Regions from separate parts of the Sus scrofa genome. Here regions 2, 3, 4 and 5 are each linked to region 1. A link is a contact called in public HiChIP or PLAC-seq and promoter capture Hi-C data. All regions are on one chromosome and are shown on one strand. Each heading gives the region's core, a stretch centred on a gene start, on an enhancer-like site or on the middle of the called end of the contact. The rest is flanking DNA. Distances are from core to core; before and after follow the strand shown.

The links. Promoter capture Hi-C pulls out the DNA fragments that hold promoters and counts their contacts. HiChIP or PLAC-seq counts read pairs in DNA pulled down with a chosen protein or histone mark.
Region 2: an H3K27ac HiChIP or PLAC-seq map of skeletal muscle shows a contact between it and region 1, with 5 times the contacts expected there. The contact joins the promoter of DARS2 here to the promoter of CACYBP in region 1. A contact is called at or near these places in 2 of 5 promoter capture datasets (fetal liver and liver) and 2 of 2 datasets of contacts at active chromatin or transcription factors (alveolar macrophages and skeletal muscle).
Region 3: an H3K27ac HiChIP or PLAC-seq map of skeletal muscle shows a contact between it and region 1, with 5 times the contacts expected there. The contact joins the promoter of ZBTB37 here to the promoter of CACYBP in region 1. A contact is called at or near these places in 1 of 5 promoter capture datasets (fetal skeletal muscle), 2 of 47 Hi-C or Micro-C datasets (heart right ventricle and liver) and 2 of 2 datasets of contacts at active chromatin or transcription factors (alveolar macrophages and skeletal muscle).
Region 4: an H3K27ac HiChIP or PLAC-seq map of alveolar macrophages shows a contact between it and region 1. The contact joins the promoter of RC3H1 here to the promoter of CACYBP in region 1. A contact is called at or near these places in 2 of 5 promoter capture datasets (fetal liver and liver), 2 of 47 Hi-C or Micro-C datasets (epiblast stem cells and heart right ventricle) and 2 of 2 datasets of contacts at active chromatin or transcription factors (alveolar macrophages and skeletal muscle).
Region 5: a contact with region 1 is called in a promoter capture Hi-C map of liver, with 3 times the contacts expected there. The contact joins the promoter of RABGAP1L here to the promoter of CACYBP in region 1. A contact is called at or near these places in 2 of 5 promoter capture datasets (fetal liver and liver), 1 of 47 Hi-C or Micro-C datasets (liver) and 2 of 2 datasets of contacts at active chromatin or transcription factors (alveolar macrophages and skeletal muscle).

Annotation. Positions count from the first base shown.
Region 1 is chr9:117,058,402-117,064,593 of Sscrofa11.1, reverse strand. CACYBP (calcyclin-binding protein) reads right to left here and starts at 2,291. Exons shown (of 6, transcript XM_013989620.2): 1 at 640-2,291. RABGAP1L (rab GTPase-activating protein 1-like) reads right to left here. Exons shown (of 26, transcript XM_021102607.1): 26 at 4,537-6,192.
Region 2 is chr9:116,107,013-116,113,204 of Sscrofa11.1, reverse strand. It overlaps DARS2 (aspartate--tRNA ligase, mitochondrial), which reads right to left and starts at 3,235. Exons shown (of 19, transcript XM_021063655.1): 1 at 3,098-3,235; 2 at 2,496-2,656; 3 at 1,427-1,526. The coding sequence starts at 2,616. CENPL (centromere protein L) reads left to right here and starts at 3,383. Exons shown (of 5, transcript XM_003357541.4): 1 at 3,383-3,931; 2 at 4,775-4,951. The coding sequence starts at 4,778.
Region 3 is chr9:116,145,860-116,152,051 of Sscrofa11.1, reverse strand. It overlaps ZBTB37 (zinc finger and BTB domain-containing protein 37), which reads right to left and starts at 2,818. Exons shown (of 5, transcript XM_013989614.2): 1 at 2,715-2,818; 2 at 1,871-2,071; 3 at 1-613. The coding sequence starts at 576. LOC110255511 (a long non-coding RNA gene) reads left to right here and starts at 2,919. Exons shown (of 11, transcript XR_002335927.1): 1 at 2,919-3,054; 2 at 3,739-3,791; 3 at 3,979-4,253; 4 at 4,563-4,594; 5 at 4,918-4,957; 6 at 5,224-5,257; 7 at 5,412-5,441; 8 at 5,635-5,684.
Region 4 is chr9:116,288,758-116,294,949 of Sscrofa11.1, reverse strand. RC3H1 (roquin-1) reads left to right here and starts at 2,495. Exons shown (of 20, transcript XM_005656721.3): 1 at 2,495-2,793.
Region 5 is chr9:116,398,677-116,404,868 of Sscrofa11.1, reverse strand. It overlaps RABGAP1L (rab GTPase-activating protein 1-like), which reads right to left and starts at 2,451. Exons shown (of 26, transcript XM_021102607.1): 1 at 2,259-2,451.

The sequences.
Region 1 (6,192 bases), core at 1,042-3,541:
TGGGCGGGTGGGAGGCCGCGGGGAAGCGCGGGAACCCAAGGACGCAGGAAAGCTGCCAGACAGGCAGGTGTCGCCGGCAGCCGCAGCGCAGCTCGATAGGGGAAACAGGGCGGTGGGGCGAAGGACGCAGCGGGAAGCTTTAGTAAGGCCGAGGGAGGAAGATGAGGCCAGACCCCTTACCTCTTCCAAAGCTGAAGCCATGGTCGAGCTGCGTCAGGCAAGGCCCGAGCTCCACCGGCACAGGGCGAGAACAGGAACGCCGCAACGAGCGCGCTGATTCCAAGCGCAGATCGCACGGACACGAGTCGCAGTGGCCGTGGCCGCGGCCTGAGAACACGCCCGACTCTGAACGGGAGAGCAGCCGGCCTCCGGCACGCGGCGCCTCTGGAACCTTCGCGAGTCCGTCGCCGAAGGCCCACCCCGCTCCAGCACCGCCTATAGGGCTTGGCCCCGCCCTGCCTATCCTGGCCCCGCCCCGCCCACCTCGCCCCGTAGCAACGGCTCAACTCTCGCGATCAAACCGGCAGTTCGAGAAGAGTAACGCCTCTTCCTTCCCGCCTGGGCAACTGTACGTAATTTACTTTGACCCCCATCGCGCCGACTGCGCAGTCGCAGCTCGAAACCGCCGCTTCTGCTTACCTTAAACCACCCCGGAAATAACGCACCAATCTTCGGGGCCTAAACCGGAAGTTGACTAGGCAGTCGAGTGGTTCGGTGCGCTCTAGGACCCGGGGCCACTTCGTCGGCCATCTTGTCTAAGACTGTGAACGTATGCGAGTAAAGGACGAAAAAAGGGATAAAGGCGAGCCTACGTGTGCTAAAACGGGAAAAAACGAGGACATTAAGTGCGCAGGATCCTGAGGGGAACGGTTGTGTTTTCACTGGGTTCTGGCGCTCTGGGGACGTCAGGATTCAGCGTATACGACGTGGTGGCGTCATCACCGGTCGCAGTAGGAGGTGGGGTTGCGTTGGCCGTGTGGCGGGACCCAGTGGCGGCTCCGAAGCGGAGTAAGCTTCCTAATATGCTGGGCGCCTCCCGGGGTGGCTGAGTTTGCTTCCTTCATCGACCAGTCACCAGATTTGGATTCGATTTCAGTGAGCCTATTAATGTCAAAGAAAATGTGAGCTAAGATTTCCTGAGGCTGCATTCTGCTCCGGTTCTGACTCCTGCAGCCCGGCTTAGTAAGGCCCTTGAAAAACTCACTTTTCAGATAGATTATTTTAGCCTTTGGGGACCTCAAAACGTCTGAAACACGGTTGAGAATGTAGACGGTTACCCCTGAGATGTCAAATAACCCACACTCGGCTTTATCAACCCCAAGGTAAAGATGATCCGCAAGTCACAGAAGGAAAAAAGTACAGAAAAATGCAGGGCCATTATCTCAATAAAGAATCAGAAGTACAATACAAAAACAAATTACTTTTGCACACAACTTATGGACGTTAAGGAAAAGATGCTAGAACTAGAGAAGTTCATATCGTTTGATTCCATTTAAACAAAATCTAAAGCTGTGAGACTGAAAATCAGGTTGTGTTTGGGAAGACAGTGACAGAAAGAAGCCACGAGGGGGCTTTTGAGATTCGGCTAATTTTTTTTTCTTGATTTGAGCCCTGGTTACAGATGTGTTCACTGTGTAGAAATTTCATTGAGCGTCCTTCTGTGCAGTTTCTTGTGTATGTTATTTTTAACTAAAAGTTATATTTAAGTAGGCCCAAGAGGTAATTTTCCTGGTAGAAATGTAATACCGATAACAATCGTCAAGATTCGTAGGACTGAACTCCAAAGATCTGTGCATTTTATTTATACTTCAGGTTTTTTTTAAAAAGTGTCTAACTGGAAGCTTGGAATTATTTAGGCACTTAAATAGGAACAGATATCCCATTGCACTATGTGAAAATTTGACCTAATGCAGTGGTAAAAATTTGCTTGATTATGCACCTGGAGCAACTCCACCCCTCAGATATCCTAAAGTCACAAGTTTTAAACACCACCTATATGTTCATTCCCACCACTCTTCGGAAATCCAGACGGTCTCTGCGTGGATGTCTCATAAGCAGGTCCAACTCAGCTTGTGTAAAAAAACGCCTCTCAATTTCTCGTCCTCACACCTCATTGCAATTCTTACAATGATTTGCTAGCTCTGTGAATGGCCACCTCATTCTCTTAATTGCTCAGGCCAAGAAGTCATACTTGAGTCTTCAGTTTCAGGTCCTACATCCCATCTTCTGGCAAGTCTTGGTTTTATCTTCAAAGTATGTTGGTAATAAAACTACTTCTCATAATCTCCACTGCTACCAACTGAGACTAAGGTGTCATTATTTTGTCTGGATTTTTATCCTCTTAACTGGTTTCTCTCCTTCTCCACAGTTTTCCACAGGGCAGCCAGAATAACCTTCACAATTGTATAGAATAAAGTCCAGACTCCTCACTATAACCCAGGATGTTCTACATGATTTTATATCTCACCTTTTATAAATTTCCCATCTCATGGAATTCATCTCTCACCACTCTCCCCTCTCCCTGGTTTAAACACTGGTATTTTTGTCATTCCTTGAATCCACTGAGTTTCTTCTTACCTCTGGTTCTGCATGTAAACTTTGCTTTCTCTCTGGAATGGTTTCCCACCAGATCGTCACTTGGCTTTGTCTGTCTTCCCTTTCTGCCCGCATTTAAAACACCTCAGAATTCCCATTCTTAGGAGTCAACAAAACAAAATTCTGCTTCTCTCCAGATGTATACTATAATTGTCCATACATCTATCATGTAGAAGCAAAACTGACTCCTTGCTCTGCTGCCATTACGAGTAATTGGGTACATGGGATCTCAAAGCAAAAACAAAAACTTTGTATCCTGAGATAGATAAAAAAACAACAAAAACAAACAAAAACCAACATCATCAACATACACATCAGTTCATTGTGTCTAGTTCTAGTTCCCCAATGAAACTCTGAACCTGAGCTTTTCCTATAAAATTAGACTCCTTAAAAATCAAACACACTTTATCTCTGACTTTTGCAATGCTAATGTCTAATAAAAGTATGGATAATAGTGAGAATTACTGTTTCTCAGCAGGAACAAACTACTTACAGAGTCTATACTTGGAAATTGTATAGTTTTTTCCTATAAATATTGTAATTTCTGTTTGGTGAGTTCATCTTTCTGCAGCCTGAACTTCCTTGTAAGTGAATTATTAAAAGATTGTGCTTTGAGTGCCCTTTTGACAGTAATCAAAAGTTTTGTTAAAGTGTAATTTCAAAAAGGTGAAATCAAGATTCTCAGGCAAATATAAAATGAGCTTTGCTATTTCATACAACTCATTGGTTAATGATAGAATCAATAAGTTGTTAAAACTATCAAAAAGTGCATTTGCATAGCTGAGTACTTATGGGCAATTTAACAATGGAATGTTAGTGTACATTTTCAAAGTTAGACATAAGCTGGTTAATGTCCTATGGTGTAGTAAACTACATATGGCCTTTGGAGTTATGTGTTCCTCTGGAAGGAAAATAGGGATTTGCACACTACTGAACAAAAATCTACAAGTTAACAAGTAACTTCACTAAGTGTAGGACCTTTAATCAGTAGTGAACAGTGAGTTCCACTTACTATTATGTCAAGACTACTCATGACCTCCTGTCAAATTCAGTAGATATTTTCTGAATAATTTACTTTTGATGTAAAATTTCTCATTGTTTTAACTACAACATGGACCAAACAAAAGATGTCTGTAGTCTGGGTTTGGGCCACAAACTAATTTTACAATCTCTGATTAGTATTTTTTTTAAAATACTGAATTGTAAGAGGAGATCTGCAATCTGACTTTCATTCAGTTCCATGTACACCCTGAATGAAAAGCAAGTTAGAAAAAAACACAAATCAGGATTCTAGGCACCCTGCCTTCACTCCAGGAGAGCCTCTGGAGCACTGTTGGATTATATAATGACACCCACTGTGACTCTCAAAGGCTAGCAGTAGCCACCCAATCCAGGACTAGCCAAGCATATTTTTGCAAGATTTTGGAATTGGGATGCTGAGATGCTAGTCCATCTCTGCTGGTCACTTGAAGACATGTAAACTTGGAAGCTGTGCATTTAGAAGCAGATGCCTCTTTTCAAAGAGGCAGGAGCAGATAAGCATCACCTGGCAAAACAAGCAGAAGAGTGATTATGAGAACAGTTGCTTAGGTTCCTGATAGAATACCAGTTCTCTCTCCCCATTGCTGCCTCAGGCCCAACAATTTAGCTTTTGGTAGCTATGAATTAAATATACTTTTTTCTTCTTATTTAATTGCATTATTAGTAAGCTAGCTGGAGAGAGTTTCTGTTAACTTGCAACCAAAGAATCTCTACAGAGAGGAATACAGGGCACTTGGCTGTGCTGTACAGGATATCGTTTTGTAGGGTAGGTATAACCTGGAACAAATTCCTGTGTATTTCTTCTTGCTTGTGTAGAGTCTAGTGTCAGATAAGTTTTACATAAAAACCGGGTTCAGATGATTCAGAATAAAATCAACTAAAGAAAGTAAAAAAGACATGTATGGTTTCCAGAACAAATGTTTATTACTGCTTAATGGGGCCAAAGGGGCAACACAAAGCATTGAAAACATCACTGGCTCACAAAAACAGTCACCTTGCTACCTTCTTGCATTTGTTTACTTCACAAGGCTTCATTCACACGTGAAAACAAGATACTAATCCAATTCAAGTTCATAACAATTATAAAAGTAAACATTTGTTGGGACAATGTACAATAAATTGCACTTTTCTTAACAAGCATTACATTTACATTTATAGAGTGTACTATACATAATACATGGAATTATGGAAACATCTAATTGGTCAGTGTTTAGAGAGGAGAAAAGCTGCTCACTAATTTCTTTTGTAGTCAATTAGCACAGTTTGGTCTAATCAACTCCTTTATTCTGGAACCTGTTTTCATTGGAGAAGCCATGGACAAAATCATAGAATTCACAAAAATAGATGGCATAGAATTTCTACTACCTCCCCAGCAAGGGGAAAGGTAGGAATTGAAATAAATAAAGTGGGACTGAGAAACTTTTTTTCTTTATTTGAATTAAGGATCCATATATTATGCAAAATACCAAAAATAGTGAAACTGATGCAAAGGTTATTGGAATCTTGGATTCTGGGACCATTTCCAGGCTTTATTCTTGTGCTTTCATGACACCAGAGTCTTGATGTATTTATGTCCTTATCAATCAGTTTCCTATATTTTAGTCCATATATAATATGTAGTTATTAACAGATTTTACATGTTAATTTATTGCCAATGAAAAGGGAAAGAAACTTAAAATATTAATTTTCTACTCAATGATTCTTTTAAAGTTTTCAGAATACCACAAATGATAAACCGGGGTGGGGGTGGGGAGAGTGGGACGTGTTGGTGAAGATGTTTTTATAGCAGGTAGCAAATTCATTTGAAGATAAACTTAACATGTAGTCTTTTAGATGGAAGCTTAGTAGGGAACATCTGACAGCTGGCTGTAGTCACTAGGCTACTTGTAAACATCCACTTTTCTCCTTACAACTCAAGATCATCTCCCACTGAGGTGCAGCCCATACTGAAGTATTTGTTTTGATAGCTTTTGAAAGGTAGGAAAATGCCTCAGGGCTTTGCCTGTATTGTATGGAAGCCACTCTAAGAGAGGAAGTATGTTGTGGAGCAGTTCCAGTTCAATGTTACCAGCATGGCAACTGGAGGGAACAAGTTACGTCTGGTAGGAAAACAGGGCACTGAGCTGTGTCTGGCCTTCTGTATCTGATCACCATGTGCATGTTCAGTTGCATGGTACCTGGGTATTCAAAAGAGGCAGGGATACTCCATATAAAATTCTACCAATCTCTCTTTCACACACACACACACACACACACACACAACTCCTCCATATAAAATTCTACCAATCTCTCTTTCACACACACACACACACACACACACACACACACACCCCTCACAACATTCAAATCAAACAACAGAGTTTGTCCACGCTCTCATCTACTTGTAACTGAAGCAAGAGAATCAGAGCTACTTTAGAGTGTTTTTTTGTAAAGAGTAAGTTATACAACGGAATCATCTTAGTAAATAAAAGTGTTCTTTTCAAGAGAGCTAAAACAAAGTATTTGATTTTTTAAAGGCTCCTTTCTCTCTAAAAGGATCCTGAAATCAGACAACTA
Region 2 (6,192 bases), core at 1,986-4,485, 950 kb after region 1:
CATTCAATCTTTCTCATAATTTTCTTTTTTTCCTTTTTCTATCTCTCATTATTCTTAGTACCAGGAAGAAGTACAGAAAGCCTCCTCAGATTTTGAGTTCAGGAGATAAAAGTCACTCAGTGTATGCGTAAAATAGCCACCCATTTGGGACATATTCTTTAGGAAGTTCACACAATCTATGTATTTTGGATCTCTTCACTGTGAATTAATGTATTATTCAAATATGTTTTTTTGTTTGTTTTTTGTCTTTTTGCCTTTTCTAGGGCCGCTCCCGTGGCATATGGAGGGTTCCCAGGCTAGGGGTTGAATTGGAGCTGTAGCCACCGGCCTACGCCAGAGCCACAGCAACGCAGGACCCCAGCCACCTCTGCAACCTACACCACAGCTCACGGCAACTCCAGATCCTTAAGCCACTGAGCAAGGCCAGGGATTGAACCCGCAACCTCATGGTTCCTAGTCGTATTTGTTAACCACTGAGCCACGACGGGAACTCCATGTTTTGTTTTTTTTAAAATGAGAGTTGCAATGTTTATTTCACGTTCTCTCTCTTTTTTTTTTTTGCTACACAGGCAGTATGTGGGAATTCCTGGGCCAGGGACTGAACCTACCCTGCAGAGCAGCAACCAGAGCCACAGTAGTAAGAGTGTGGAAGCCTCATCCCACTAGGCCATCAGAGAACTCCCTCAAATATGCTTTGTAATATAGAGATGAACAAATGGGCTCTACCACTGAGGAATCACTCTTCATCTTTTTAGGCTTTTTCTCTACCTAAACATAAACAATGCTTTTTTATGCTACTGATGCTTAACAGCTTACCCAATTATTGGTCCCAGGGTTCAGTAACTTATTTATTTTTTTTTGTCTTTTTTAGGGCTGCTCCCGCTGCATATGGAGGTCCCCAGACTGGAGTCAAATCGGAGCCACTGGCCTACACCACAGCCAGAGCAATGCAGGATCTGACCCCAGTCTGTGACCTACACCACAGCTCAGGGTAACACCAGATCTTTAACCCACTGATGGAGGCCAGGGATGGAACCCGAAACCTCATGGTTCCTAGTCGGATTCATTTCTGCTAAGCCATGACAGGAAACTCCAGTGTTCAGTTACTTTTATCACCATGTATTCTTTTTTTTTTTTTTTTTTGGGTCTTTTTGCCTTTTCTAGGGCTGCTCTCACTGCATATAGAGGTTCCCAGGCTAGGGATCTAATCAGAGCTGTAGCTGCCAGCCTATGCCAGGGCCACAGCAACACGGGATCCCAGTCGCATCTGCAACCTACACCACAGCTCGTGGCAACAATGGATCCTTAACCCACTGAGCAAGGGCAGGGACCGAACCCGCAACCTCATGGTTCTTGTCGGATTCGTTAACCACTTCACCATGACAGAACTCCTATCACCATGTATTCTTAAACTGTTTCTATCTACCTGCGGTACTGAATCCATCCACACAAGGTGACTTCTTGGCCTAAGTGAGACGAACGCAACTCTCCACAAGTGTTGGTTCGGGCAACAAAGCTACTGAGTTCTTAAAAAAAGAAGAGAAAAAAAGGAAGATTAAAAGTACATTATTTGCAAATTGTTTGAGAATATACTTTCAGTTCATATCATTCCTATCTTAATGGATGATATTTACAAAGAATGTAATCAATCACTATGAAATTTACCTATACATGTGTCAAAAGCCAAGTAACTGTCTTAATGTAAATTTTTGCCTTGGCACAACTGTAAATCAACTATATTTTATTTTATTTTATTATTTTTTTTTTTTTTTTGTCTTTTGTCTTTTTGTTGTTGTTGTTGCTATTTCTTGGGCCGCTCCCGCGGCATATGGAGGTTCCCAGGCTAGGGGTTGAATCAGAGCTGTAGCCACCGGCCTACGCCAGAGCCACAGCAACGCGGGATCCGAGCCGCGTCTGCAACCTACACCACAGCTCACGGCAACGCCGGATCGTCACCCACTGAGCAAGGGCAGGGACCGAACCCGCAACCTCATGGTTCCTAGTCGGATTCGTTAACCACTGCGCCACGACGGGAACTCCCTATATTTTAATAATAAAAAAAGGAATCTAAATATTTTTTATCACCCAGCATTTGCACTGACCCAAAATGCACTCTTCATAATAGTGCACATTTCTTCCCCAAACAAAACAGGGTCTTGGGAATTACAGAAGTAGAGTAACTAGCTTTAGTATGAATCTGGAGTGAAAACAGTCACTTGTACACTAGAAAACCATATTTAAAGTATAAAAGAATTTTTTAGGCTTCTTATTCGCAACATAAAAACTAAATGAATAGCTTATATTCATGTGACTACTTTTCTAGTCTTTTTAAAACTGCAGGAGGAAAACTACATCATAAGAAATCAAGAGAGTGAATGATGTGCTTCTGCACATAAAGCTATCCAGTCAAGACTAGGGGATAAATGGAATAAGCACTCTGGCTACAGAGAACAGGAGAAAGTGCTGTTCAGCGGACAAAGCTTTTCTGCATTCACCTGGAATACTCCTCTGTGAAGTCAGTATCAGACTTCGGGAGAGAAAACCCCAGAACGGCTGGGTAGTCTTTCCGGTGGGTCTGGATAAACCCCTGAATAGCCGACTTAGCCAGCAGAACATGTTATAGCCGCAGGATGGCGAAACGCTCACGAATCAAAAGCTGCAGGTGTTGGATGGTGGTCAAAAGTCAGTTTTGGAAATACATACAAAGCCCTTAAAATGCTAGGAGTTCACGCTCTCTTTAATATTTAAGCCCCTGTCTGCTGAACATTCAAGTGCACCTATCTGCAAATTAGATAAATTTGCAAAATCTTTGGGGCCTTTGGGAAAATTGAATACGGGAAAGACCTTTTAAGACTTTCCCCCTCCTCTCAGTGCATCCATTACCACTTCTATTAGCAAAGAAAGCTTCGGCCAGAAGTGACGAGCGAATGATTCCATATAGCAGCATATGGCGAGACCCGGCAGCCACGCACAGGGAGCAGGGGTCAGGCGGGAGGCGGACGCCCTTCCCTTCCTTTCCACGCTTCCCCGAAAGTTCCCCGCAGGCAGAACCTGAAAACAGGCAAGAACCCAGTCTTGCTTTTCAAATCTTTCAAACCTGACGGCCGATCTCGGGTCTTCAGAAAGAGGAAGGCAAGCAAGTCTAACACGTTACTGGAGGTCGAAGAACACACTCCACCGCTGGGAGCCAAGCACCCCTTAACACACCCAGCGAACAGCCAAGATAAATGGAGGGATTCAACCAATCAGAGCAGGGGGATTCCGCCATCTTCACTATGGGCGGAAATTTGAAGGAACGCTTCGTGCCGGTGGTAACGTACGGAGCGCAACACTGCGCAATTAGGAGCGCGAACGCTACCAATGTTTAGTGCGCTCCCGTGCCCTCAGTTAAAATGGGGACCAGAGTTGCTTCGCCGGCTTAGAATAGGCTCCACGGAGACGTCCTGCGTCCGGCCGCAGAGCGAGTCGGGAAACGATTTTAAACAGAGGCGGCGGCTGACGCTAAATTGCCGCTTCTCAGCGGCGGCTTTTCAGAGCTGGCCTTGGCCCCCGAAGGCTCAGGTGGAGAAAGCGAGTTGGCACACACTGTCTCTTGCCCCGCTGCCTCTGCGGGCAGCAGCCGACTCCTCAGGAGCGAGGATCACGGAGCTGGGTGGCCGGGTCAGCGGAAATGTTCTTCCGGCCTGAAGTCTCGGGCTCGGCTGGCGTCTGAGGGAGCCGGAGGTCTTGTTGCTGCTCCCGTCTGTGTCGGTCGTGCACCCACTTGTAGAACTAGAGGGACTTTAGAAAGAGGTTCCTCCAGACTTTATTTTAGCTGTCGTTTTGGCGGCTTTTTTACTTCAGAGGATTTCAGTCTCAACGTAGTTGGATACAGACTTGAAGAATGATTCGTGAAGGGAATGGTTGACAGCGTTATTACGGCATTTTTTGGGTAAGATGCTTTTTTATTGGTCCAGGCTTGGCAGTAAACTTTATATTTTGACGTTTTGTGTGGTCGTTATCTTTAGAGTACTTAGATACTTTGATATCTTGGCATTGGGCTCAGCATTGGCTTGGGTTGATTGGATTTAGGTGTGCAAAAATGATTTGAGTCAGAGTCCCTTCCTTCACGGACGTAACACAAGAAAAACAGCTAAGTTGTGTTCTGAACTGCAAGGGCTGGAGGAATTGGCTGGAGAGCTAACTCCTCTGTGGATACTTGGAAGCTTCTCCTGAAGGGATGAAACCTGCAGCGTGAATTGGATTTAGTCAGTCAGATGAGTCCAGAGAAGAAGGCTTAACTGTCAGTAGGTTGAATAAAAAAGTTAGCAGAAGCAAACTGGACAGGCATGAGGAATAGGGTAATGAGCATTCTGGGGTAGGGGGCACGTGTTTGGGTGTAGGGAGTGGGAGGGAGAGAGAGAATTCCTTTATTTTTTTTATATTTTTGTCTTTTTGCAATTTCTTGGGCTGCTCCCGCAACATATGGAGGTTCCCAGGCTAGGGGTCTAATCGGAGCTGTAGCTGCCAGCCTATGCCAGAGCCACAGCAAGTTGGGATCCGAGCCGCGTCTGCGACCTACACCACAGCTCACAGCAAAGCCAGATCCTTAACCCACTGAGCAAGGCCAGGGATCGAACCTGCAACTTCATGGCTCCTAGTCGGATTCCTTAACCACTGCGCCACGAAGGGAACTCCGAGAATTCCTTTATAGTAGGGAGAGGTATCAGCGAAACTTTGAGCATCCGTTAACTTTTTAATGTTTAGAATTCTGGCTTTATTTCTTTCTATGTAGACCATGGATTCTTATGATGCAGCAGAATCGACTCCTAGACAGAGTGCGTCTTTAAGGCTTAAAGATTACTTTATAGGTGCCACCCCTCTGCAGAAGCGATTAGAATCAGTCAGGAAGCAGACTTCATTTGTCCCAACTCCACCTCGAAGGAAAATCCCCCAGTGTTCACAACAGCAGGTATGCTTTTTGTATTTCTTTGTGTTACCAATAATTGAGAATGTCTGTGAACAAAACTTTTCAATTTTTGTTACTATTTATAGTATTTTTTTGTGTCATCATACTCCTCAAGTAATAAAATAAATGAGAAACAGCTAAAACAAACAATTATTCACACTGTCAGTACCATATGTTTGTTTGCTTTTTTAAGAAATTCTCTTTTTTTTTTTTTTTTTTGTCTTTTTTAGGGCCACACCCGCGGCATATCGAGGTTCCCAGGCTAGGGGTCGAATCAGAGCTGTTGCTGCGGGCCTGCGCCAGAGCCACAGCAACGCCAGATCCCAGCCACATCTGCGACATAACCACAGCTCACAGCAACGACGGAACCTTACCCCACTGAGCGAGGCCAGGGATCGAACCCAAAACCTCATGGTTCCTAGTCAGATTCGTTTCCGCTGCACCAAGACGGTGACTCCACCATAAATCTTTTAACCTTCTTTATTCTGGAATGGTTCCACAACATTTCTTTGTCTTTTATGACATTGACATTTTTGAAGAATGTTTCTCTTGCTTCCCTTTTAAAAAGAGAATATTCTTCATTTGGTATTTGATATTTTCTTTAGATTGAAGTTACGTGTTTGCTGGGTGAAATACTGTATAGGTGCTGTTGTGTTCTTTTGGGGGAATAACATCCAGTAGCACATAGGTGATGTTAATTTTAATCATCCTGTCAAGTTGTTGCTCAATTACTGTTTTATTCCCCGCTGTAACTAACAAGTGGTCTATGGGGAGACACTTTAAGTTAATACAAATATTTAAGATAATACAAATACAAACATCTTGTGTCTCATCAAAGTTTCGTCTTACACTTAACCTCCTTTATCCATTGAATTTTTTTTTTGCCTGGTCCCATCTTTATCATAATGGTTGCAATATAATGATTTTTCCATCTCTATTTGCTCCATAATTATCAGCCAGCCTTTGGCATTCTATTGTAGGCCATTTGCATTTCTAGTCCATTTATTTATCTATTTATCAGTATGGATTCATGAGTTCCTATTTTTCAAATTTTTCTAATTTCTTACAAAATTATTTTGGTGTTTTAATTATCCCAGATTTGTCTGGTGGCAACATGCTTTGTTTTGATCATTCATAAACAACTCTAAACCCTGAATATAACATTAAAAATTTAACTATGGAATTAAGTTCTAGTGAATACAAGTTTGGTATGTAGTTTCGAGTCACTTAGCAAGGAGTCTGGC
Region 3 (6,192 bases), core at 1,569-4,068, 910 kb after region 1:
CTCCTCAGGAGGACTGAGCTCCCTGATATCCAGCACCGTGCTAACCTGACCTCGCCGGTTTCCCTTTGGAGTATTATGTCGGGGGCTAAGAGAGCGGTTCAGATTTGGTGTAACTCTGTGAGACTCTGGAGGTCCCTCTGGATGCTTTGTCCTCGTTTGACTTAATTCAGCTTCAACCTCAGCCACATTAATTTTGAAATGAATGCCCTCCAGGATCTGTGTACATTTGTCTATAATATGCTGCATTTGCAGAAAACTGGCAGCTGTCAGGTAGCTGATGATATCTGCCAGTTGCAGGCATATTCGCCCCGTGTAACAGAAAGAAAGGAGCTGCTCGAAAACAGTAGGGTTCTTGATGACTGAGATAGAGACAGTACTCATCTCATTCAAGGACATGTGATCTCGGAAATAGGGGGAGCTGGCTGCCAGTACCACTTTGTGAGCCCTAAAAGCTTGTCCTTGCACATTGACCACGATGTCACAGAGACGTCCCTGCATGCGCAGTTGGTTTAGATGGCTTAGGACTGAGTTGCTGAAATCAGGTATCTCCAGTTGTATGTTCCCACCTTTCTCCATGGTCGTGTCTGAGGGTATAGGCAGGCATTCAACCCTGCTAAAAGAAGAAACCATATCCTCGTTAATAATTATAATTTCACTCTACTCAGGCTTTCTAATCCAAACCTATTAAAATATTATTTGGTTAAATTTCAAAATCTCTAAGTAAAAAGAGATACTTTCCTTATGTTCAAATATGGAAAAGTACCAACAGGTTTAACAGTGTAGGTTTCGCAACAAGATACCGTTTAAACCAAAAATTGATTGTTAGGCTTCTAAAAATTCAAACTATGTCCATACTTTCCTTCTTAACAAGCTATGTAACATCAAAACTGAAGTTCAACAGGGGAGGGGAGCAGTTGTGAGTTCTTATTTTTTAAGTGTTAATCATAAGGTATTTGCACACAATATAAAATCCAGTGACAATTTTTCTTTGTAGAAAGAAAGACAGCTTTTTAAATAATGTTAATTATTCACAGATGGGCTGATGAGACATCCCTTTTCTTAATACTTTACTAGATGCTACATGGGTTATGTTTATTATTTTAAAAAGTGATGAATATCCCACATGAATGTAAGCCATTATTTCTAAACTGAAAAGTCAGAGCCCCAACAAAAAGGATTTGGGTTTAGGACTGGGAGGCAAACTCTAGGTTGGGAAAAATGCCAAGCTGTGTCAGGACTCAAAATGCAGAGAACTTGGAAGTTCCTGCTGTGGTGCAGCATGTTAAGATCCAGGGTTGTCTTTGTGGTAGCATGGGTTTGTTCCCCATCTTGAGAACTTCCATATGCCAGCGGGTGCAGCCAAAAAAAAAAAGAAAAAGAAAAAGAAAAGAAAAGAAGATGCAGAGAACTTGAAGAAGGTCACATTTAGGATTAGGAAAGGGTAGGTAAACCTGCCTCTATCTAAATTCAAAGTTGGAGATTTCAGGGTGGTAACGACACTCTGATTCTGAAATTTAGTTCCCCAAAGCTGTTAATAAAATACAAGTAACAAAGCATTCATCATGTATGGCCAGTATTTTTACATTAAAAGATTTTTTAAAATAGCTGAACCATTAAGCCTGTAACCGCATCCAATAGTCTTCACTGGTTGAGAGTAGTTTGTATAAATCCCATAAAGAAGACATTGACTTGAGCTCAACGTGTTTCCATTTATCCGTAAATTTAGAAGACATTACATGGTTACCTAAGACCTGAAACTTCAGGAATTTATGCTGACTAGCTCACGGTATTGCCCCGCATTTACAACAGACTTATCAGTAAATAGGAAGTGTATACACAGCTTCTGAGAACCAACTTTAGCCAATCTGACCTTTTTCCAAAGCGTTTTGGTTTGTTTTGAAACTTTTAATCCAATAAGAGCCTCTGTCGATGCCATCATGAATTCAGATGTTTATTTTGGAGCCTACACCAGCGCCTTTTTTGTTTGCTCTTTCCGGCAATTCCCCAGTGAGGAGGAAGCCCCTGGAGTAAGTAAGGTCTTTCTCTATCGTCGGCACTGGAGGGGTGACAGCTGTAAAGAGGGAGAATAGGGAACCGCATGGGGTTGGCCACTCTGGTACTTGAGTGGCTTTCGTCGCCTTTAGGAGACGGGGAAGGGGAAACGAGCAGAAGATAGAAATGCCACCAAGGACCAGAAGCGAAAAGGGGAGCAAGGCGTGCGTGGGGCAGGGGAGCGAGCAATCAGGTGAGGGTAAAGGACCGGGAAGGGGGCGGCGCCCAGGGACCCGATCCAGGCGGTAGGCGTAGGCGGGCGGGGAGCTGCCCAGAGGTGGGTGTGTGTATCTGGGTGTGTCCGGGCTGCCGTGGGGGAGGGGGCCGCCCATCCCGGGGTCCTGAGGGAGGGGCTCGCCGAGGGGGCGGGTCCGGCAGCTCAGCCCGGCCCGGGGCCAAGAGGGTGGAAGGTCTCCCGGTGCCTTGAGGCGGGGTAGGAGGGAAGTGGCTGAACGCCCCAGGAGTACGCTGTGGCGGAGACCAGGCGAACCGGCCCCAATGCAGGGCAGCAGGACCCGCTTGCGAGGCCCGAGCCCAGTTAAGGAGCAGCACCTACCTCCGGGGGTGGAAATGGGCCGGAATGGGCCGGAACACCGTCCCGGAAGTGAAACCCCCCACCCCCTCCCCCAGAGCGGGCTACGTGCCGGAAGGAAATCACTCACCCTTACACCGCCCCTCTCCCCCCTCCCCCAGCGCTTTCCGTCCCTCGCGCCCCCTCCCCTCTCTTCTTTTCCTCCTCAGTCGGTAGGAGGGCGGGCGCTCTGTGTCACGTGGCCGGCCTGTCCACGCCCACAACGGCGAGCAGGAGCTGGTCAAGAGGTGGGGCCAGGGGGGAGCTTAGCGGACGGAAAGGAGCTACGGTTGGAGGAGGAGACTGAGGGAGGGGGAAGACTGGAGAGGGATGCTGGCGGAGAGAATGCGTCGTGACGTCACGGAAAAGAGTCCTTATATACTGGCGCCTGGGCGCCATCTCAGTCTTTCGAGGCTGCGGGTTGGCTCTTGGTGAGTGTGTTTTCTTTGTTTAAGTAAATTCTTGGTCTGAGGCCTCCAGTTTTTGGCAGTTAAAATCGCCAGTCCCTTTTAGGCCAGTCGCAGGCCTTCGCAGGGCTCAGAAGATAAGAATGGTGGAGCAGTGCGCCTTGGGTGGCCGGCGTGGCCTGATTTGTATTCGATTTGTTGGGTCGCACTGCGGAAAAACCTCGGCTCGGGGCCCTGCCTCTGATGAAGCCTGTGTTGGTAGGGACATCTGAGACTTGATGAATGCCAACGGCTCTGATGGCGGTGCTTGCCGAGTTGCCGAGCGGGTTTCTGTTAATGCCTTCTGCTCTTGCCTCTTCCCGTCTCTCAGTAAGGCCACGTGAGCCTCTAAATGGCTGCATTCCCCATTGCAGCATTTTAGTGCCCTCAGAATGCTCCTGTGAAATTTTGAGTGGTGTAGTAAAAGACCTGCAAACATGATGGGGAGACGACAATGATTAGATGTGGGGAAAAAACGAATTTTGGGAGTTCTTTGATGGCCTAGCAGGTTGAGGCTCCTGCATTCTCTGCGCTGTGGTTCTGGCTGCTGCTGTGCCGCGTAGGTTCGATCCCCGGACCAGGAATGCCCAGACACTATACTGCATGTGTGGCAAAAAAGAAAATACAAAAGAAAAAAATCTAATTTTGAAAATCCCTAATCTTTTCTAGGAATGGTGCTAGGGATGAATGCAATGTGGCTTTTGATGGCTTCTGATGGGCAGGTAAGAAACAGCTAAATGGAGAAGAATGGGATCTGCTTAGGTGATTTTTTTGTTAAGCCTATGATGGTTAAAGAGTAGTGGGCAGAAGGAATTTCTGAAAAATTCAATTCTGAGGCTTAAATTCTTAAGATATTAATGGTTAGCTTAGCAACGCAGTATGTTTCATTAGATTTCCTTTGTTTTCTAGCTAAGCGCCCAGGATATGAGAATCGCTGCTGGGGTGAGTTATAGAAATTCCCTCCACCAGGGGTGTTAGGTTGACAATTCCTTTGTGCCATAATGATGACATTTTATTTGCTACTCTTGACAGTGAGGATGACGAGAATCCTTACCACCATTATTCTAACTGAGGCACACAAAACAGTGGTTTAGAGGACATAGAAATTGCTCCTAAGCTTACATGAAACTGTTTCTTCCCAGGTTGTAAAGCGCAAGCTTAACACTGTATTTGTGGGCAAAAAGGTGAGAAACCTTTTTAAAGTCTATATACCCAGTGCTGTCCAATTCTTTGTATTTTTAGGGGTTGACAAATCACCAAATCAATGTTGATGGTTAAATTAGCGTTTTGCTCCCCTTTTCAAACCTGAAATTCTGCACCTTAGTTTTATACTTAACTTGCGGGGATCTGAAGAAACAGATACTGTGATGGTTGCATAGTTCAACAGATTGAATCATGAAAGAGTTAACATATGACTGAGTATCTGGGTTGGGAAAACTTTGGCTAATAGCATAAGCAAAGTACCACTTCTAATCTGACTTCTATTTTTGTAGGTGCTAGGCAGAGTTAGCTGAAAGGTGAAGAGGTAAGTAAAATTGTAATTGAACTAAACATTGGTGACTGGGCAAAGATGACAGAATGCCTCTGATGGGTTTTTAGGACTGCCTTTTAATACACGTGAAGCAATCCTACCATGAAGTGCTTGGACAGTGCTGAATGCATTAAGGCCAAATCCTTGTCTTGTTACCGTAAGGTGTATTGCTTTGGAAGAGCAGCCTGTGTGATGATAAGCGTATACTGACTGAACATGAAGGTCTTATATTAGCTCTATCTGATTTCAGGCATTTTTTAGGTTTCTGGGGAATAATTCATCTTTGACTACTGTAAAACCACTCTTTATTTCTTTAGGTGAACTTGTCTGACATGTCTGGACCAGCCTTTTTAGTGGGTAAGCATTAATGTTTAAAGCAAAATTTAGTAGGCTCAAAACTTAGGGTAATGCTGACAAGGTAGAATGCCTAAGCTAATTTTGTATGTTTGATTTGCAAACGTATGTTGAGCATGCTTTAGCAGGGTTTTTGTAATGATGTTGAGCAAATGTCTGACCTGAAATGAGCATGTAGACAAATCTAACACTGAAGGACCCTGTGACAAAAATAAATGAGAATTTAATGTATGATTGACCTTTTAGTGAAAGTGTCATTTCCTTTATAGGTACCCGGTATTATCTGTGGATGGCTTGTTTGGGGTAAGACATGAAAACAGTTCTTTGGCTCTTGGCACTTGGGGTTTTTGTTTTTATAATGTGCTAGTCTTAGTAATTGTGATGGTGTTTTCTGGTGTTGGACAGTTGGAGTATTGAAGCTATTTTGAAATGTGTCTGAAGAAATAATTTTTTTCAGGTGCAGATTTTGAGGACCTTTTGTATAAAGGTATGTATGTATTTTTATCAATTGTACTAGTTAGTAAGCAAAATGCTGTTAGTGATGATTTATAAAATTAAACAGATGGGAATCTCTCTGAAAAATAATGAAGATTTTTAAAAACTGAAACAGTGTTCAGAAGTTTTTTAAAAATTGTATTTCTACCTTATTAAATTTCATTAAGTTTCATTAAATTCTGCAGGTGTGAAGAGGCCTTGGCTACAAGGCATTGATTGGAACATGCCTTAAAAGGTATTGTAGCCTTAAGTTAGGTTTCTGTTTTATGTGATTTTTCTTTTTTAAGCCGATACAATGATGATAACATAGTTCAGCAGACTTGACAGTGATGAGCAAATAACTGTCTTTCGCTCCTATCTGATGTATCTGGCTGTAACAATTCTGTTTATACAGTTTCTCAGAAATGTTAATGGATTTGGATAAGCCTAATGACTAATGGAGATGTCCTATACTATTAAACTTAAGTCATAGTCAAGCTTAGGGTTACCAAGAGGGAAACTGAAGGCACACTACATACAAGGTAGCTAACCAGGGACCAACTATAATAGCACAGTGTGGTCTACTCAGTGTTAACCTAAAGCTAATACAACTTAATTCAACTATACTCCAATAAAAACATTAAAATTCCAGAATTACCAATTGACATTTAGATGAAGACAGGCTAACATTCTTGTGAGGAAGTTTTTATGGTATATAATGTACATAATGCCAGATGACTTGTTTAGTTGATTATTTTAGAATC
Region 4 (6,192 bases), core at 1,246-3,745, 770 kb after region 1:
GAGTATGTTATCTTAGCTCAAGGTATTTCTCAAGCACTATTTCATATAAATTTCATGGGATTAAAACAAATTATTTAGATTCAATCTATTGCATTTGGAGTGGACAAGCAATGAGATCCTACTGCATAGCATAGGGAACTATATCCAGTCAATTGTGATGGAACATGATGGAGGATAATGTGAGAAAAAGAATGTATATATATATATATATATATAGGTATGACTGGTCATTTGCTCTACAGCAGAAATTGACAGAACACTATAAATCAACTAATATGGAAAAAATAAAAATCATTAAAAATTAAATAAATAAAATAAAACAAATTATACAAGTTTAAGAGCTCAGAAGTTTAAATATAAATTTCAACATAATGTCTTATTTAATCTTATTCATATTAAATCTGAACACCCTAAAAATAGTAACTATTATATAACAATAACATAGCAAAAATTTTAAACAGCAAAATGAGGAAAAAAAGAGTTTAATAATTCACTTGCTAAAATTCTTAGTTAATTTGGGAATAAAATCCAGAATATCTTTTTTTTTCTTTTTCACTGAATAACCATATTATCTTTCTTCTAAATAGACTTAGTCTCAAGTGATAAATTATTCTCTGTATCTTATACATTTAGCCTAACTGGGGAGTTCAAAGCATATAAAGGACCTTTTATAGATTAGTTTTTATTGAAAACCCCTGTTTCCTCAAATCTGCTTTTCTCCTTTTCCTGCCAAATGTTTCTGTTTCATTACATCATTAAAATGAATTTTGGGATGCTCCTCCATTTTAAACATATTTTTAACTGAAATATTTATGAAATACAAATAAATTTAACTTAAAAATCATATTTTTAAGGGAACTGTGAAGAAGGTCTACCAATTGAAATGCAACTATTAATAGTTCAAAGAAATTAAAATATCTATGTTGATTTATGAAGTTGGGTTACTTGTTTCACCTAGACAGGGAAGTTGGCATGTTTGCCTAGCAACAGCCGCTAAAACCTTCTGTTGTGGAAGGTTCCCTAGTAGTGAGAAGGGAGGAGGAGGAAAAACTGGAGGAACGGATTAATCTGTTTTCCCCAGCAGGGGACTGAGGCCTGGCTGGAGAAGGGAAAGGCTATCCAAGAGATAGACTTTAGATTAGCACACACTAACCTAATCCTCCCATGGTAGCTACAAGTTTGCTCATTGTAGGACTGCGACCACTATTTAAGGGGTTGAAGAGATGCTTAGAGACCTAGCCCACTTCAAAGAGAGGAAATTCCAATCAGTTGAAAGACATCAATGGATCTTCTGAAAAGAAGCTGAAATCTGTGTAGCAAGAGGGTGTTAGCAACTAAAAAGAACTTCCCTGCTCAGAGTTTAGGAAGGTGTGTGATATATTTACAAATAATATAAAAACGCTATCTTTTATAGTGATTTGGTTTATTACCTTAAAGTCAGGAGCTTCTTTAAATATAGTACTTCTCTTGGTATTGGTGATATATGCAATGAAGAAAGGACTGGAAAGCAAAAATTTCTGCTCCCTTGACCAAGACCTGAAGTAAAAAGAAAAGAACATGATAATGCAGAGAAATATTGACTGGGTGCTTATTTTTAAGGACCATCTCTCTCCTCTCTTCCAGATGATTTATTTTGAAGTTAGGATGTATGGTATGAAAAGAATTCCATTTCTCTCTCTCCCTCCTGCATGTGACAAGTTCCTGGGCCAGGGATTGAACCCACGCCACAGCAGTGACCCAAGCCACTTCAGTGACAATGATGGCTCCTTAACCTGCTGCACCACAAGGGAACTCACATTTCTCTCCTTTCTTAAAAGCAAGTATTTGGCTAAACTGAATCATCTTGAAGTGGTCTCCCATTATCCCAAATCAAAATGCCTTGTTTTCCTTGAGAGAAGAAATTTTCAATATCGCATGACTAACTTTTAGATCCAAGAGCTCTTCTATGGGCCCAATTTTTTTCTGTCCTCCCTTAGACAGCTCTTCACTGGTCACACAGGTCTGGAGAGACATTTTGGGGCCGTGAATGTCTGGCCTTTGGGTGGTTTAGACCTGTTGGGAGCCTGAACTCTTTGGGAGCTCTGTGAGAAAAGTGACCAGGGCCAAGCTGGTTAATCAAGAACCATGATAAAATGAGATAAGAACAAATTCTCCTGGGGTGGATGAGAGAGGTGAAAAAGAAACAACAGTATAGGGAGGAGCTGAGAAAGCCAAGGGCGTAGAGGTAAGCACGGGATTGGCTGGAAACCTCAGAAATTTTGCAGTTCACCCTCGCTGTCTGGCCTCTTGCCCGGCTGGGCTCCAAGGCGCTGGTGGACCAGTTTTTCGGCTCAGGGCGTGGGTGCGCTCCGGAAGCAGGCAGCGAGCGTCGCCACCCTCCCTCCGGGGCGTTGGCGGCCGGTGACTCAGAGTTTTGCTCCGGCGCCCGCCCCGCCCTCCTCTTGCCCCGCCTTCGGAGGGAGGAGCCTCTCCCTCGTCTCCGCCCCAGTCTCTGGGGCGGGCCGGAGCCCGAGGAAGAGGAAGGGGGCGAGGACAACGAGCGACCGGGCGGGGGCGGAGGAGGAGGAGGAAGAGGAGGCAGACCAACAAGATGGCCCCTGCTGCAGGAGCAGCCTCAGCAGCAGCAGGTGGGAAGCCGGAGGCGGCGCTGGCGGTAGCAGCGACGGCCGTGGCCCGGCGGCCTGGGACAGAGTCAGAGTCGACGGTGGCGGCGGCGGCGGCGGTGGCTGCCCCGGCGGTGGCAACGGCCGCGGGGACTCGGAGCTGAGAGGAGCTGCTGCTCGGATCAGCGCGGTGAGCGAGCGGCAGGCGGCGGCGGCGGCGTGGGGAGCGGGGCGGCCACGGCCAGGCCTCGGTCGGGAACAATAGGCAGCCGCGGCGGGGTAGAAGCTGTCCTCCGCCGCCCTCGGCTCCTCGGCCGTAGCGTTCGCCCGCCCCGCCTCAGGCCCCGCCGGCGGCGGCGGGGTGGGGGGGGCCTTGTCAGTGTCCGGCGTCCTTTAGGCCTCAGGCCTCCGCGTGCCGCCGGAAGGGCCTGGCGGGGTGAGTAGGCCGTGGGGAGGTGCAGACGCCGCCCTGGACGAGGGAGGTCGAGGGAGGCTCCGGCCTGAGGGAGGGGGCCGCAGGGCTGCTCAGCCTCTCTGTTAGTCCGAGGGCCTCGGCCGGGAGGCGGGTGAGCACGGGAAATGCTTTTTGGACCCTCAGTCTGTGGGGGTGGGGAAGGTGAAGGCGTCTGTAAACAGGCGCCGCCTCTGCTTCCCTGCACCTCGGGAGCTCCCTTCTGCTCCTTAAGCACTGTCCTTCCTCAGCCCATTGGGTTTTACTACGTCTGTTTCCCTGGAGCTACTGCAGATTGAGCCTGATAGTCTTTCTTCCCGGCGGTGATAGGAAGGTTATGTTTGCAGGTGTCTTTCAAAAAATATTTTTGGTGCAACAAAAACAAACCTACAAGGTAGATGTGATTTTCGACGAGAGCTAGAGAGAGCCAAAGGATGATCCTCTTTAAACACTTCTGGGTATCAATTGTCTCTAAACATCAGTTTTGCCTATGTCCTGGGTGAGAGTGAAACAAGGGCTCTTTTGGAGCAGTAAATAATATAACTCTTGACATCCCAGAATAGTCCCTGAAACTGGAAACAAAGCCACTTAGTGCTACGCGAAGACAAATTGTAATGCTTGAATAGAACTTTTCTTCAAAGGGACTGTTTTTGAATTATTAATGTGCTGCATAACAAGCAACGTTAACTAGCATAAAATGGACCTAGTGAAGCGTTTCTTTGGGAGACAGAAGTCTCTAGGCTAGAATTTCTTATGTCTCTAAATAATTTTCAAAAACTAGGAGCAACTGTTCTGCTTTGAAGGTTTAATCTTATCAAGAGATAGCTCCTCATTACAGTTGCCCTGCATAGTGGTGTTTGAAAACTTCAGCAGTTAGCTACTATTTCTCCTAAACTTAATTTCTCAAGGCCTCTATCATGAACATTTCCAAGTAATGGGGAAAATTTCTCAAGGTGTGCAGAAATTTATATTAAAATTGTTTGGATGCATCCAAAAGACTGCTTTCCACTATTTAACATTCAATTGCATGGTCCTGTGCTGTGCAGAGATGCCAGTTAATATCTTTTACCCTTTAGGGTAAATTTTTTAATTCGAATTGTCCATGTCTGTTGTAATTCAGAGTCTTTTCAGGTTATATGAAGTTTAACGAGTGGCACTTGTCCTTAGTTCTTCCACAAGAGTTGACAGTAAATAGACTAGCAATTGAATAAACGTGGAGGTTACACTATTTTGTTCTATTTTTTTATTGTTTAGGATTGAAGTCTAATGAGTGAATATAAATGACTTTCATCTTATATCTAGCTTAAATAATGTGGATGTTTTGACTTTTTAGGTAGTGGGTAAAGGACTACTTTCACATGTCTTTCTGGTGTGAATTTTCTGGGAATAAATTTCAGAAAGGGCTTTTAAGTATTCAAAGTGATGATTTAATCATTCAATCAGGGGGGTTTTTTGCTGAATTTTTTAGGACTAGAAGAATGCAAATAAACTATCATAATGATATTTAAGTTTATTGTTACTCTAAACCTATTAGAACCATTGTGAGTTATGAGTTTGTAAATTATAAGTGATCAGTGTGCTTTGTTGTGAAAACAAATCTTACGTTGTATCAAGGACTAATTTGCCTCATCCTTATCATTTTCTTGACAACAAAGATTTTTTACGTAGTTAAGGTTTTGTGTTTGAAATTAGATGCTGACCTAACAATTGTTACGTCTAGGTCCCAATTTCTGTTTAATATTGAAAAATCTTAAGGGAATTCAGACTATTTTAAGATGGCATGTCTGAATTGTCATGTCTTCAATATCAGTGTTTATTCCAATTGATTATGTCAGTTCATGTTTTCTCAAGTAGTATTTAAGAGTTTCCTTCTAAAAAGTTTTGGGACCATAGCTTAAGAATTAGATTTGCATTTTCTCAGTAATATTACAGTTTGACTCAATTAGAGAAATTTGAAAGTGTTTTTTGGTACATAAACATTTTTGAATTCAAGTTTTTCAAAGCATATTAAATGAGTTAAAATATTTTCATTTGTTTCTTTTAGTCTCTAATATTGTTGATATGGTTCTCATTTTGCATATGAAGAATCGGAGATTTAGAAAAATCTAAGTAACTATAACTAGCAAAAAGGCCATTTAATTAATAGGTAAAAAAGCTTACTCAAGCCCAAGTCTTGTGACACAGATTAGATGCTTTACTACTGCCATATGTCCCAGGGTTAAACTTTGAAGCATCTCCTGACCTGACAGATTCCTTTTTTTAAAAACCATAAACTATATTTTGTAATACTGTGCTTCCCTGTAGCTCTAATATCCTATTACTATTTGTACCCTGTGAAATATTTACTTATAAGTTTGAGAAGATATTTACTCATGTGAATTAAGAAAGAAACACTTATTTTTGCTTTTATCAGACCTGAATGCCATAAATATAGAAACTCGTACCTTTTACATAGCACGGATATGTGGCATTGCTGTAATTGTTTCATGGCTTTGAATTTGTTATGCAAGCAGTTACTAAATTGCGCCTTTGAAAGAAATACTTAGGAAACTTTAAAAAAACTTCAGTAACATTCAATGATGTTAAAGTTGGGTCAGCTAACATTTGAAATTCTTCATTTACAATTTTTTAAACCCATAGACCATTTAGAATTGTGCATTTTTTTAATCTCCAGAGATGAGAGCTTGAATTAGAGTTTGGTGGGGTCTAACCAGTCTACTTTTGCATATATCTTGAAAGTGGTTGACATCTAATAAATTAAAAAATAAACTGATAAGTGATCCTTGTTTGGTGGACACTTCAGAGCAAGATGTTCCTTGGCAGGGATATACTGACCTGGTTTAGCTTTGGCCCTGTGCATGCTCAGGCTTTCAGGTATTCTTTGAGGTTGGATTCAAATGGATATAAATTCTCAGAACGAACTACATCAAAATAGTCATAGCTTTCAAAATTAGCTCTTTCCTTAGGATTCTCTTTAAGATCCCCTTCTCTTTTGTTTAATCCTGGAGTCTAGACTGGATTTGGACTAGCCTTGGCGATTATAGCATAATATTAATTTTGTCAGTCATTTATATAAAGGAATTTTTCTTACTCCAAAGTTTCTTTTTTTGGCATTTGGAGGTTCCCAGGCTAGGGGTC
Region 5 (6,192 bases), core at 1,202-3,701, 660 kb after region 1:
GAATTCCTTCTTTTGACTACTCCAAAAGAATGGATAAAAGGACTATCAGTTTTAATGCTGAATCAACTGAGTTCAAATGAATATACAGTAATTAAACAAGTTCAAATTTGGGTTAAGGCAAAAAAAATTTTAATTATAAGTTTTTAGAAGCCACAAATTTAGAATTGGTGAGCTAATAAACATGAAAACCCCTGTTTCACATACCCAATGAAATTCTGTTATTCAAATAAAAAACATTACAACTCATAGAGTGAAAAGAAAATGATCTGAATTACAAAACAATTAGCAAAAATTATCAGAACATCGTAATTATAATGTATAACATTCCCATCAAATAACTCAGGCCAAAAAAAAAAGTTATAAACTTAGTCACACCTTTTAAGGTTGATTCCTTCACTTACTTCATGTCCCAATAACATTGGGGACCTTGTTTCTAGCTTTCCAGAATACAATATTGGCTATATAATACATTCACATATAAACACTGCCCAACTACATCCATTCCTCCCCACATGACTTGGTGTGGGTAATATCAGGGCACATTATTGCCTGGCTTAATAGAGACACCACACTTTTTTTTTTCTTTTCTGTCTTTTTGTCATTTCTTGGGCCGCTCCCTCGGCATATGGAGGTTCCCAGGCTAGGGGTCTAACCGGACCTACGCCAGAGCCACAGCAGCGTGGGATCCGAGCCACGTCTGCAACCTACACCACAGCTCATGACAATGCCGGATCGTTAACCCACTGAGCAAGGCCAGGGATCAAACCCACAACCTCATAGTTCCCAGTCGGATTCGTTAACCACTGAGCCACAAAGGGAACTCCAATAGAGACACGACTCTAACTCAAGAGTCTCAACTCACCCCCCCAACCACTGAGTGTTTAATATAATATGATGATAATGTATACATTAAATTTATCTGGTCTTTCTCCTTTGTAATTTCATTGTCAGTTTCACATAAGACTCTGTTGAGATAATGAATCACAGGCCAGTTTTCCAGTACTGGCAACTTGTGCACCAATATTTTCCATGGACAAAATCCACTTCCAATTTGCCCACAAGCAAACTTCATGTTTGTATCTTCTGACATCAGACTATTGGATATACTACAAAAGTGCAACAGAAGCCACACATAAACACTCATGAGAAAAGTCAGAAGGCTTTCGTGATAATTATGTTTTCAGAATTCTAACAGGCAACTACCTACTTCCCTCCATGTACAAGAAAATGTAAATGTATTTTTAAAAATCCCTTAAGTTTCCAGTACCAAACATTCAGACCCTGAAATCAGTTTCCAGACAGCACTGAAATCTGTCAGGCAAGCAAAAGTTCTCCTTACCATTAGCAATAATGAGGATGGCATTTCTCATTACTTACATGAAACCCTCAAGTCTGCAAGTGACCATCTAATTTTGGTACATTTCTAAGATAATCCTATCTGAGTGTACAAGGAGAATACACAAGCACCTGGACCCAGAAACAGACCCTGTCAGACCAGTCCCCTAACACCCGGCCACCTCCTGCTAGCCGGTGGCCCCTTTCCACATGCTGACGCACTGCCCAGCCCTGCACCGTTGGCGACCAGTGCAAAGTACTAGCCCAGTCTCAGAAACTTTGACTCAGTTATCAGGACACTGAGCACATACAACCTGGACAGGGGTTGTTTGACATGGCCAGGCGGTCAACTTTGAAGCGGGGCATTTCTTGCAGGTAGAGATCTGCCCAGGACGCAGCCCATCCCAGACTGCAAAACCACAAGCATCAACAGCAAGAGCGGAGCAAAGTGCCGCCGGGCGGAGACAGGCGGAGCGCGAGGGCGAGACCAGGTCAAGAACACATGTCTGAATGTGGGTAAGAAAATCCTAACCACTCGCCCCCGGACGTGGGGCTGCTGGGACTTCGAACCCGGCAGCAGCCACAGTGCAGCAGCGGGCGGCAGCGGCGGAGGCGGCGACAATGTCAGGAGGGCACAGCTGAAAGCGAGCACCCGTCACCACCCGCCCCAGGTGAGGGGCGCCGACCCAGCCTGCCGCCTGCCTGCTCGGGCCGCGGGGGGCGGCCACCGGGAGAACGGCGATGTCGGGGAAGCGACCGACAATCCTAAACCCTCCTCCCGAGTCCTCTCGCATCCCGTCCCGGGCCCGGCCCCCACCACAATCCTCCTCCGGCTCAGCCCCAGGGACAACACCCCCAGCCGGGCCGGCGGCTCCGGGCCGCCCGTCCGCCCACCGGCCCCTAGGAGGCCGCCCTCGCCTCACCTCCTCACGTCTCCGCGGACAGGGCCGGAACAACTCTACCAGGCGCTCGAGTCCCACCCGCCGCCCCGCGCTCTGCGGCCGGGCCCGTCCCGTTCACTCCACAGCCGCCGGAGCCCTAGGAGGGCGGAGGGAGTAAGGCGGAGGGAGCGGAGTGGGGAGGGGAGGAGGACCGCCCGGCAGGAAGAGGCGAGGGAGGGGCGGGCCGAGAAGGAGGAGGAGGGTCGGGAGCGCGCGCGTCCGGGCCCCTCGGCGCGGCGTGCGCGCTCCTGAGGGCAGAAGCACCTCCTCTGCTCAGGGCGGTGGGCGCGCATGCGCACACATGTCTCCGCCTGGCCGAGATTTCGCTGGTGCAGGGGAGAGAAGAGCTGGCAGACCTGGGTTGTTAGGGGTAGGGACCTGGAAAGCGGCAAGAGGCGCTCGCCGCGCTTCAGAGCCTTCCGGAGAGATAACTGCGCCCGTGAACCAGCCCGTGCTGGCTCGAGCCCCGAGCGACCTGGGCCGAGTTTCTGCCCAGAAGTTACTGAGCTCTTAGATAATTCTGAGTTTAAGGCAGTTGTGTTCTTGCTCATAAAGCCTGGTTTACAAATATTTTCAGTCTTAATGTCCCGTAATCCTCAGAGAAGTCAATTTAAAGAATGCTACCTTTTCTCACCAGTTTCTTGTCTTCGCCTCTTTCAGTGTCTTGTGTACTTAGGAAGCACCACCTTGCTGGTTCGTTTTGTGGGACTCCGGGGAGACTGAATAAGAAAATATCCTGCGAGTAAGGAACTGGAAACATGTATTTATGAAGAAAATGTACCCTCATTTGCACCTTTTTATCCTTTAGGGTAATAAATTGGGGGTACAAACTATTAAAGATAAAAATAAGCCAACTCGTTTTCATCTACTAGTATTTACTGATCCTTCAACTCTGAACATCCTCCTTCCTAGATCCTGCAGCCAGAAATGACCAGGAAATTTTCCAAATTTCCTCAGCACTTTGTTACTATACATTTGTGTCACCTAATATATTCAGCTTTCTCTAGGGAAATCTGTGCAAAATTTTCTCCCACTAGAGAATCTTTGAGAACCTGCTTCATTCATTTTTAATCTTCCATCATGCCTAGTATAGTGTCTGACCCATAGAAACTACTCCATAAATGTTATCATACACTGAAGCCAGAGTTAAGTGCAGGTCCAATGGTTTCCGTTCTAGAATGGCTTCTTTGGTTTAAAATTCTCCCTTTGTCCCACTTCATTTCTCCTGTACTCATTTCCCTACCTAAGTCCAAAAGCCACCCTGAGAAATGTGTCATTTGTCCAAAGAGCCTTCTCAAATTCTACACATGCACACACACACCTACCTTTTTCCTAATTTAAATGTCTGTAGATGCCAGGACATATCAAGAATATCACATCTATTTTGTGTTTCCCCCACCTTGCCAGAAAGTCCTTTAACCTCCTGAGAGTCTACCTAGCTCTGGACCTCAATAAATGCTAAACTTTTGATATTTAATAAAGTTAAGGTTAGAATAACTCAATTCATCTGTGTTTATTAATAAATAAGCCAACAAGTAGATTCTAAGTCTCTGCTAAATAAATTACTATTAAACTTAACTCTGGGCACCATAAGAAAGACAACAGATGAAAAAGACATAGTTTCTGCCTTCTGATACCTGCTAACTGAAAAAAGCTTTCTGGCAAAAAGGGCAACACTCTTGGGAGTTCCCGTCGTGGCTCGGTGGAAACCAATCTGACTAGTATCCATGAGGACGCAGGTTCAATCCCTGGCCTCCATCAGTGGGTTAGGGATCCGGCGTTGCTGAGATCTATGGTGTAGGTCACAGACATGGCTGTGGCTGTGGCATAGGCCGGCAGCTACAGCTCCAATTGGACCCCTGGCCTGGGAACCTCCACATGCTGAGGGAGTGTCTCTAAAAAGAGAAAAAAAAAAAAAGGAAAAGGGCAATACTCTTATAATTATCTACACTCAATAAGAACCTTAGCTCCCAGAAAAGGAAATATATGTTTAAATCATAAGTCCAAAATAAGTTTAGTGTTCCCAAAATTCAGTTCCATATGCCTTTGGCAGCAATAATAATATCCACCATTGGCTGTTGCCAGTTAATTCTATTAAAGCGGAGCATAATAGCTAAGTCACTACTATAGGATCATTGATGTGACAGCTTGCTACAAAAAAAAAAAAAAAAGAACTCTGTTCCAGGGCCACATGTTACACCTCTAATCTCCAGGGGTCATTCTGTAAACCTGACCTCGTCCTCATAATAGAACTTGGATAAGAGATGTCATAAGAGAACCTAAATAAGAGACAGTGAAGGTGATTTGGTACAAGCTCATCCTCACAACCAGGAAAACAGTTCTAAGTACAGGCCAAAGAACTACGAACAAAGCATTCTTCATATAATGTGCGCTGCTCACGTCTCTCGCCTCTGTGACTTTCTTAGCATTAAGTATATGCTAGCAGTGCTGATCCATGAAAGGGCTGCAGCTCTCACTTTGAGGGGAAGTGTTATAAAATGTTCTAGCATGATTCATAACATGACAGAAACTGGTGGCCTAGATCCAGATCTAACCCATAAACACATTTAATTTGACCTGCATGGTGCATAAAAAATTAGCCAAGTTAAAAACCAGAGGATTTCACATGCTTTTCAGGCTTCTTTCTAAAAAGCAGAAGATCTGGTAACAGTGGGCTTACATTTTCACATGGTGACAGTAAGCTACAGGACATGCATTCTCTCTTTTCCCAAAGTCTATACATTCCTTATTGTACCCTATACTACCCTGTTTCCTTCATGTGGGTCTGCAATTCCAATTTAAAATATCATAATATTGGGGTTCCTGTCATGGCTCAGCACAGACGAATCTGACTAGCATCCATGAAGATGCAGGTTTGATCCCTGGCCTCACTTAGCAGGTTAAGGATCCGGCATTGCCATGAGCTGTGGGTGTAGGTCGAAGACGTGGCTCAGATCCGGCATTGCAGTGGCTGTGGTGTAGGCCAGCAGCTGCAGTTCCAATTGGATCCCTAGCCTGGGAACTTCCATATGCTGAGGGTGCAGCCCTAAAAAGACAAAAATTAAAATATCATAATATCAAAAAACTGGAAACAATGTTGAATGAAAATGGAAGTGTTTAAAATGTGGTATTTAATGGAGCGGGATATTATATTGCTTTTATAATGAGCATTATTGATTGACTCCTTAGTGTGCATTTCCAGCCATCTGCAATTGTTAAGGCAGCTAATGAATTTAATGGGAATAGACCCAGCTCCAGCTCTAAGTGTAGACCCTAATTGAGGTACATAATCAGCCTAATAAGGTCCTCAACGGACTTTGTCAGTGATAGATACTAATACAGCTCTAAATTGGTCCAGTTATAAAAACAAAGATCTCTGTTGGGAGAAGAAAAGTGTGCTCTCACTCTCTCTCTATCTCTGTCTGTCTGTCTGTCTGTCTGTCTGTCTCTCTCTTTCTGGCTGATGTGATGGATGCATGTGAGTCTTATAGTTATAGAAGACACTTTGCTATCATGAGGGAAGTCAGCCTAAGGATAAAGCTACCACATGATGAAATAGCCAAACTCAGGTTGAAACCTACCGCCTTCGTCTGGATTTAGTAAATTCCCCGAGCTAATAAATTTTCTTAGCTATTTAAGAAAGTTTGAATTTGGCTTTTTATTACTTTAGCAGTCGAAGCCAAATTTTCTATGCATGTTAGAAAAAAGAAAAAAGAGCTGTAGTTGCATTATTTGATTTTTCTGAGGATACACTTCCAGGAGTTCCCGTCATGGCTCAGTGGTTAGCAAATCCACTAGGAACCATGAGGTTGCAGGTTCGATCCCTGGGTTAAGGATCCTACGGGTTCACTCAGTGGGTTAAGGATCTGGTGTTGCCCTGAGCTGTGGTGTAGGTGGCAGACGCGGCTCACATCCT